2 separate regions of the Zea mays genome follow, and region 2 is linked to region 1. The links are chromatin contacts, called in public Hi-C maps. All regions are on one chromosome and are shown on one strand. The core of a region is the stretch at or near the end of the contact, and the rest is flanking DNA. Distances in the headings are between cores, read along the strand shown.

Evidence for each region. A called contact is a pair of places that touch in the nucleus more often than the background predicts.
Region 2: a Hi-C map of leaf shows a contact between it and region 1, with 7 times the contacts expected there. The contact joins the promoter of LOC100282154 here to the promoter of LOC103647123 in region 1. A contact is called at or near these places in 15 of 25 Hi-C or Micro-C datasets (bundle sheath, ear, endosperm and 5 more) and 1 of 3 datasets of contacts at active chromatin or transcription factors (leaf).

The regions. Positions count from the first base shown.
Region 1 is chr2:153,056,621-153,059,550 of Zm-B73-REFERENCE-NAM-5.0, forward strand. LOC103647123 (zinc finger protein 703) reads left to right here and starts at 1,361. Exons shown (of 1, transcript XM_008671682.1): 1 at 1,361-2,930. The coding sequence starts at 1,599. LOC100217276 (Protein kinase superfamily protein) reads left to right here. Exons shown (of 2, transcript NM_001359575.1): 2 at 1-110.
Region 2 is chr2:153,200,646-153,203,575 of Zm-B73-REFERENCE-NAM-5.0, forward strand. LOC100282154 (integral membrane protein like) reads left to right here and starts at 1,549. Exons shown (of 4, transcript NM_001412041.1): 1 at 1,549-1,857; 2 at 2,514-2,930.

The DNA of each region.
Region 1 (2,930 bases), core at 111-2,610:
TGCTTGCCCTAAGCCCTTCCTTCGCACAGGTGATCCTTGAGGATATCAGCAACATGATGTATTTTGTGAATCTTGGGTAAATTGGTGAGCCTCCGCTCTGGTTGCCTTGAGAGATTCTGGTCCCGTTTTATCCGGTTCTGGTAGGCTTCAGGGTGATTTGTTTTTCTTGTGATCGGTGTCAGAACTTGTTAATCAGTTGGTGAATGTGTACCTCTAACTGTGTGGTATCAATCTTTTGCCAAGCAGTTTAGGCCTGTTTCCCACACAAAGGTTGGATCTAGAAACCATTGAACTGAACCTAGAGTATTTATTCCATTAAATACAGAATATTATTATTTTTAGGATATAGTATTCTTCTTCTTAACACTGTATATCGTTCTCCTAACCTAAACTACAAAGAACAGTGGGCGCCGTTTTCACTACAAAGAATATTATTATTTTGATTGTGTTAAGCACCGTTTGTTTGTGGCATTGGGCGAGGTCGGACGGTCCAATCTTAAGGCCCGGATGGTCCGTCTTAGGTGCAGACAGTCCGTGATTGGATCAGAGCATATGGATTAACTCATATCTTCACGTGTGTTTTATCCCTCTAAACACGTGAGAGTTGGAGGATGCCTAGGAACCTTCCCATATATATTTGAAAGGGTATGACCAATTGAAGCATTAATAATCGAACCAAAATCAATATATCATCCTACTTTTGCCCTAGGAGTAGACAATAACGTAGCCTTCTTCACCCCAATCTTTATCTCTCTTCGACTCTACATCATATGGGTCCCTTGGGTGGCTTGCCGATCTAAGACAAACCTTAGGATTTTTCCTTTTTGACGGGATCTCTCCCGGGAGTGAGATCCAAGTGTTGTTGGAACGCCACCGCCCATGCACATGCTTGGACCGTCTAGCCACCAGACGCAGACTGTCCAACTTCACCGCAGGGAAGGCCCGTCTTTGTGCCAGGTCGTAGACCGTCCCCCAAGGCCACGAACCGTCCATGCTATCACAGAGAGCACCACCGCCGGTACACATCGTAATGATTGATGACTAGATTGGTGCCAACAGATTGATTTCAGGCTCCTTCGGATCAAAGTAATTTTACATGAAAAACATAGTATTCTGATTTTCATAGGAATTGTTATGGTAGCATCATTTGGATCGTAGGATTGAGAATTTGGAGGAAAAAAATCCGTTGTCATCTGTTTCCTATGCAAAACGTAGGAAAATAAATATCCAACCACATCTCTTTTTTCCAATCCTCTGTCCCAACCAAATAACTCTCCAGTTAAAATTACTGTATTTTATAATCCTCTGTTTTGCACATACATTCCAACATTGTTCCTATATTTTTTCTATTCCTGTATTTTCTCAATTCTCGAAAGGAGCTTTTCTATGGTCACCGAAAAACTTATTAAAATGCGAAATGGTTAACCTGCGCCCCCGAATATATATCTCCTCTCAGCCGCCGACGAAAGCCGTAGACATAAGACGCTCCGGTTCGAGAACGAACCAAGCGAGCAAGAACCAAGAAACGAACAGGCGGAGAAGACGTACGGCCGTACGGGAGAGTAGGCGGCAGCCGGTGTTTCTGGGCTGGGTTCGCCATGCCCCTGCCGCCGCCCAACATGCGCACGCAAGAACCTCACCCCTGGCTCCGCGATGCCCCCGACGACCTCCCGGACTGCGACGGGACGGGCGCCTGCTTCCCTGGCGGCGGTCTGTGCTACCCCGACGACCCGCTCGAACTCGTCCACTCGCTCTTCCCTGCTCAGACCACCGTGGACCGATCGGCGCTCGGGATAGGCACCAGCGCCGGCGAGCCTCCCTGTAGGGAGCAGGAGCAGCCGCTGGCGGAGAGCGCGTATGGTGGTGGCGGCAGCGGCGGGCGGAATTCTTGTGGCTTGTCCAGCTACGTTCTTGAGGGACTCTCCGGCCTCGAGGAAATTGATACGAACATGTTCTTTGCTGACGACGCGCTGGACGGCGGCGGCGGCGGCGGCGGCGGCGAGGCGACCCAAGACAACTTGCCCTGCGACTCGACGGGAGCCAAGCCCAAGCCGCCGGCGCACATGCCAGAAGCTGGTGACGTTCACGCGTCGCCGCTGCCCGCGCACATGCTACCCGGCGCCCTCCAAGCGTACGACGCGTGCCGTGCGTTCCATGGCGCGTCGCCGCCCATGGCAGCGGGCGGTCCGCTGCCCGACTTCGTCACCAACGACGGCGCGCCCATGCCAGCTGCTGCTGGCCTTCACGCGTGCGGCGCCTTGCCCGGAATTGTCTCTAACGGCGCGTCTAAGCCGCCATCGTGCCGTGCGTTCCATGGCGCGTCGCCGCCCACGGCAGCGGGCGGTCCGCTGTCCGTCTTCGTCACCAACAACGGCGCGCCAATGCCGGGGGCTGCTGCTGGCCTTCACGCGTGCGTCGTGGTGTTGCCTGGCATTGTCTCCATCGGCGCGTCTGGGCCGCCACGGATGGAGCCCATGCCAGCACGTGCTAGTCTCCACCCGAACGCTGCGCCGGCGCACGCCCCTCCGCCACCGTCTCCGCCGTCGTCCAGCGCGTCTTCCGGCTCGGGCCGCTGCCCGTCGTCAGCGACATCGGGGACCGAGTTCTTGCAACCCCACGCCTGGGTTGTTCCCAGGCGGCAGCGGAGCCTACCCACAGGTGCCCGCAGGTCACGATCCGCGCCACGCCAGAGGAACATGCAAGCCCAGAAGGTATGCCGCCACTGCCACTCGCCGGATACGCCGCAGTGGCGCACAGGCCCGAACGGGCGGGCCACTCTGTGCAACGCGTGTGGGTTACGCTACGCGGGACACAGGCTGGTGCCGGAGTACCGGCCGCTCACGGCTCCTAGCTTCCGGAGCGGGCAGCACTCCAACCGCCACCGGAACGTCATGAAACTCAGGGAGCAAATGAAGGCGGCGGCGACGGAG
Region 2 (2,930 bases), core at 299-2,798, 140 kb after region 1:
TTTTACCAAATTTATAGGATAGACTCATGATACACCACCCTATCTAGAATTAACTGGTTTTCAAACCAAACACCCGCTCCATGTACGTCTCGAGCCACGTATTTGAGTTCGTCTACGGTAACTTTTATATAAGTTAAACTTCCACGGTCTATGGACCCAAATAATTTCTCGCTAGAAACAGAATGTTCTGGGTTCATTGGGCTAACAATCAACGGTGTGGGAGTTTTACCTCCTTAGGGCTACTTTGGGAACCTCAAATCCCCTTCGGGATTGGAGGGGATTGAGGTGGAAATAAGGCTGGACGAAATACTCGTGGCTCGATAACTCGCTCGACTCGGCTCGTTAGTAGCTCAACTCGGCTCGTTTTAATTTTGTAGCGAGCCAAGCTAGCATTCTAGCTCAGTTCTCTAATGAGCTAGCTCGAGTTAGCTCGTGAGCTAGCTTGCGAGCCAAACGAGCCAAGCCACAATACAAGTTTGTCTAGTCGTTGGTGTCGTCTCATCTCTCATATTCTTGTTTCTCGTAGTTATGATCTGTGATATGGACATGTGTGGACGTGCCATGTGCTTAAATATTTGCATTATTGCATGGCTACATACCTACATTGTATATTTAATATTTGATTATCGGATATGATTTTGTGAACTTTGTTTCTAGCCGTATATGATGTTAGTGTTGTGCAATAAAATGTTACATGTTTGTAGAATGGATGATGAATTGCTTTATAATGATGCTTGTTGCTATCTTATTATAATAAGGGTTTGTAAATATGTAAGTTAATACATATTTGGTTATTTAATTTAATATTAAAAGTTAGAAGCTAGGACGATAATATGATAATAATATTATAAAAGTTTTGGTTTTGTAGTGTTAAACACTACAAATATGATTTTTTGGTTATATATATATATATATATATATATATATATATATATATATTTATGTACATAGATCTTTGTATTTAGTTGTGTAGCTCGCGAGCCTAACAAGCTGGCTCGAGCTTCCTAACGAGCCGAGTCGAGCCAGATGTTTAGCTCGTTAGTATAACGAGCCGAGCCGAGCTGGCTTGTTACAGTAACGAGCCATAACGAGTCGAGCTGGCTCGATATCCAACCTTAGGTGGAAATGAATAATTTCCTCTCCAATCTCCTTCAATCTCGAAAGGGATTTGAGTTAGTTTGAGAGCCACAAAATCGGAGGGGCTAAAATTCCCTCCTTATATAATTTTGAATAAGAAAGGGATTTTAGCACATCTAATCTCCCCCGGTATTTGGACTCCCAAACTAGCCCTTAGCAGAGAAACTCATCTCGGTGTTCATGGTGTTCATGGTGCGGAGAAAAGGTTAAAAAATAAAATATAAATGCAAACATTTCTGAAAAAAAGATAGAAAATAAAAAAAAAACATGCCACTTTTACGTGAGAGGGAAACGCGGAAATTATGGCGAATCTCAATCAGCCGAGGAGTCGGTCGGTTTCAGTTCCTTTTGAATGAATGAATTGCAAAAGGAAAATTCCTATAATAAAGCAAACAGAGTCCGACATCTGGGAGGTTTGTGTGGCCGTTGCAACGAAACAAAAAAAGCCAAAGGGATCCCAAACGAAAACGAGCCAGCTGAGCAAACACAACACTCGCATCGGCACCCACACTGCCACTCATCACATTGGCACCCCTCCGACACGGGCCGGGACTTCTCGGACTGCAGGCAGCCAGGCACGCACCAGCAACACCCCCCACCCGCCGGCTCGGAGCGGGGCCCCACCCGAATCACACAGATCGGGACGCCGGAGGAGGAGCAACGCCGTCCCGCATCACCGGAGCAACGCGGGCGCGGAGAGGCCAGCCAGCGCAGGCGCAGGTAACTGCAGCCCATCTCCTCCTCCTACCTCCTCCTCCTCCCCTGCCCTTCGCGCTCGCGGGGCCGGTGGTGACGGTCGAGAGGCCGTGCAACACGCAGGGCTCGCCTGCTCGCCTTACGCACCGTGGCAGGCAGTTCGGCGCCGCCGGCTGCCTGCTCGCCTCGCGGCCCAGACGCAGCGCGTGCGTTGTGGTCTCGAGTCGTCTCCTTCTGGGGGGCCTCAGTCAGATCCCGTGGCCTCTGCTCTGCTCGAGACGTCGGACGTGAGCCCGTGATGGCGTGCGGCTCCAGTGCCCGGCGGTTGATAGGCTCAGTAGGAAGCAAGTGCCCGTTTCAACCTGACCAGCGCCGGTTAGGCCCGCTCGACCTCCTAGATTCCGGTCCTGGATCCTGCACTTGGATGGACGCAGGGCGTGGGGAATCCACCCTCGTGTAGCCTTAGCCTAGTTACCTGACGGGCCTTTGCCGGAAATCTCAACCCCCCCCCCCCCCCCCCCCCCCCCCTCCCCACTGCTCAAAGCTTGTGATGAGTGATGCCTGATGACAGCTTTACTCCTCCCTAATCTGATATTGATGCTTGCTTTGCTGGGTGAGCTTGGCTGGTTGCATCACACTGCACTTATAATATTTATGATTAGTCACCTCGCTCCCTGCAGTTCAAGCTTTGGATTCCCGGATCCCACACCACCGGTCTCTCTCGGGGAGTGTAATCCAGCGAGCGTTGAGTTGAAAGCCGCGCAAGTGGAGATGAGTACTCTGAAGAAATCCGACAAGAAGGCTGCCCTCGACTTCGCAGCATGGAGTTTCAATGTCACCACATCGGTTGGACTCATCATGGTCAACAAGGCCTTGATGGCTACGTATGGGTTCAGTTTCGGTATGCCTGTGCTCTGCTCGTCCAGGGATTTATTTACCATACCTCCGACTTTCACCTTCGGTCTCTACTTCTTGCGCTTCTGACTGCTTAGCGCTATTATGTTATGGCAGTGTTGTATTTTTGTTGTGCGATTGCTAGATTCCAAATACCTAAGTAATAACCAGATTTGCTTTGCTAATGATTGAAGAATTATTGT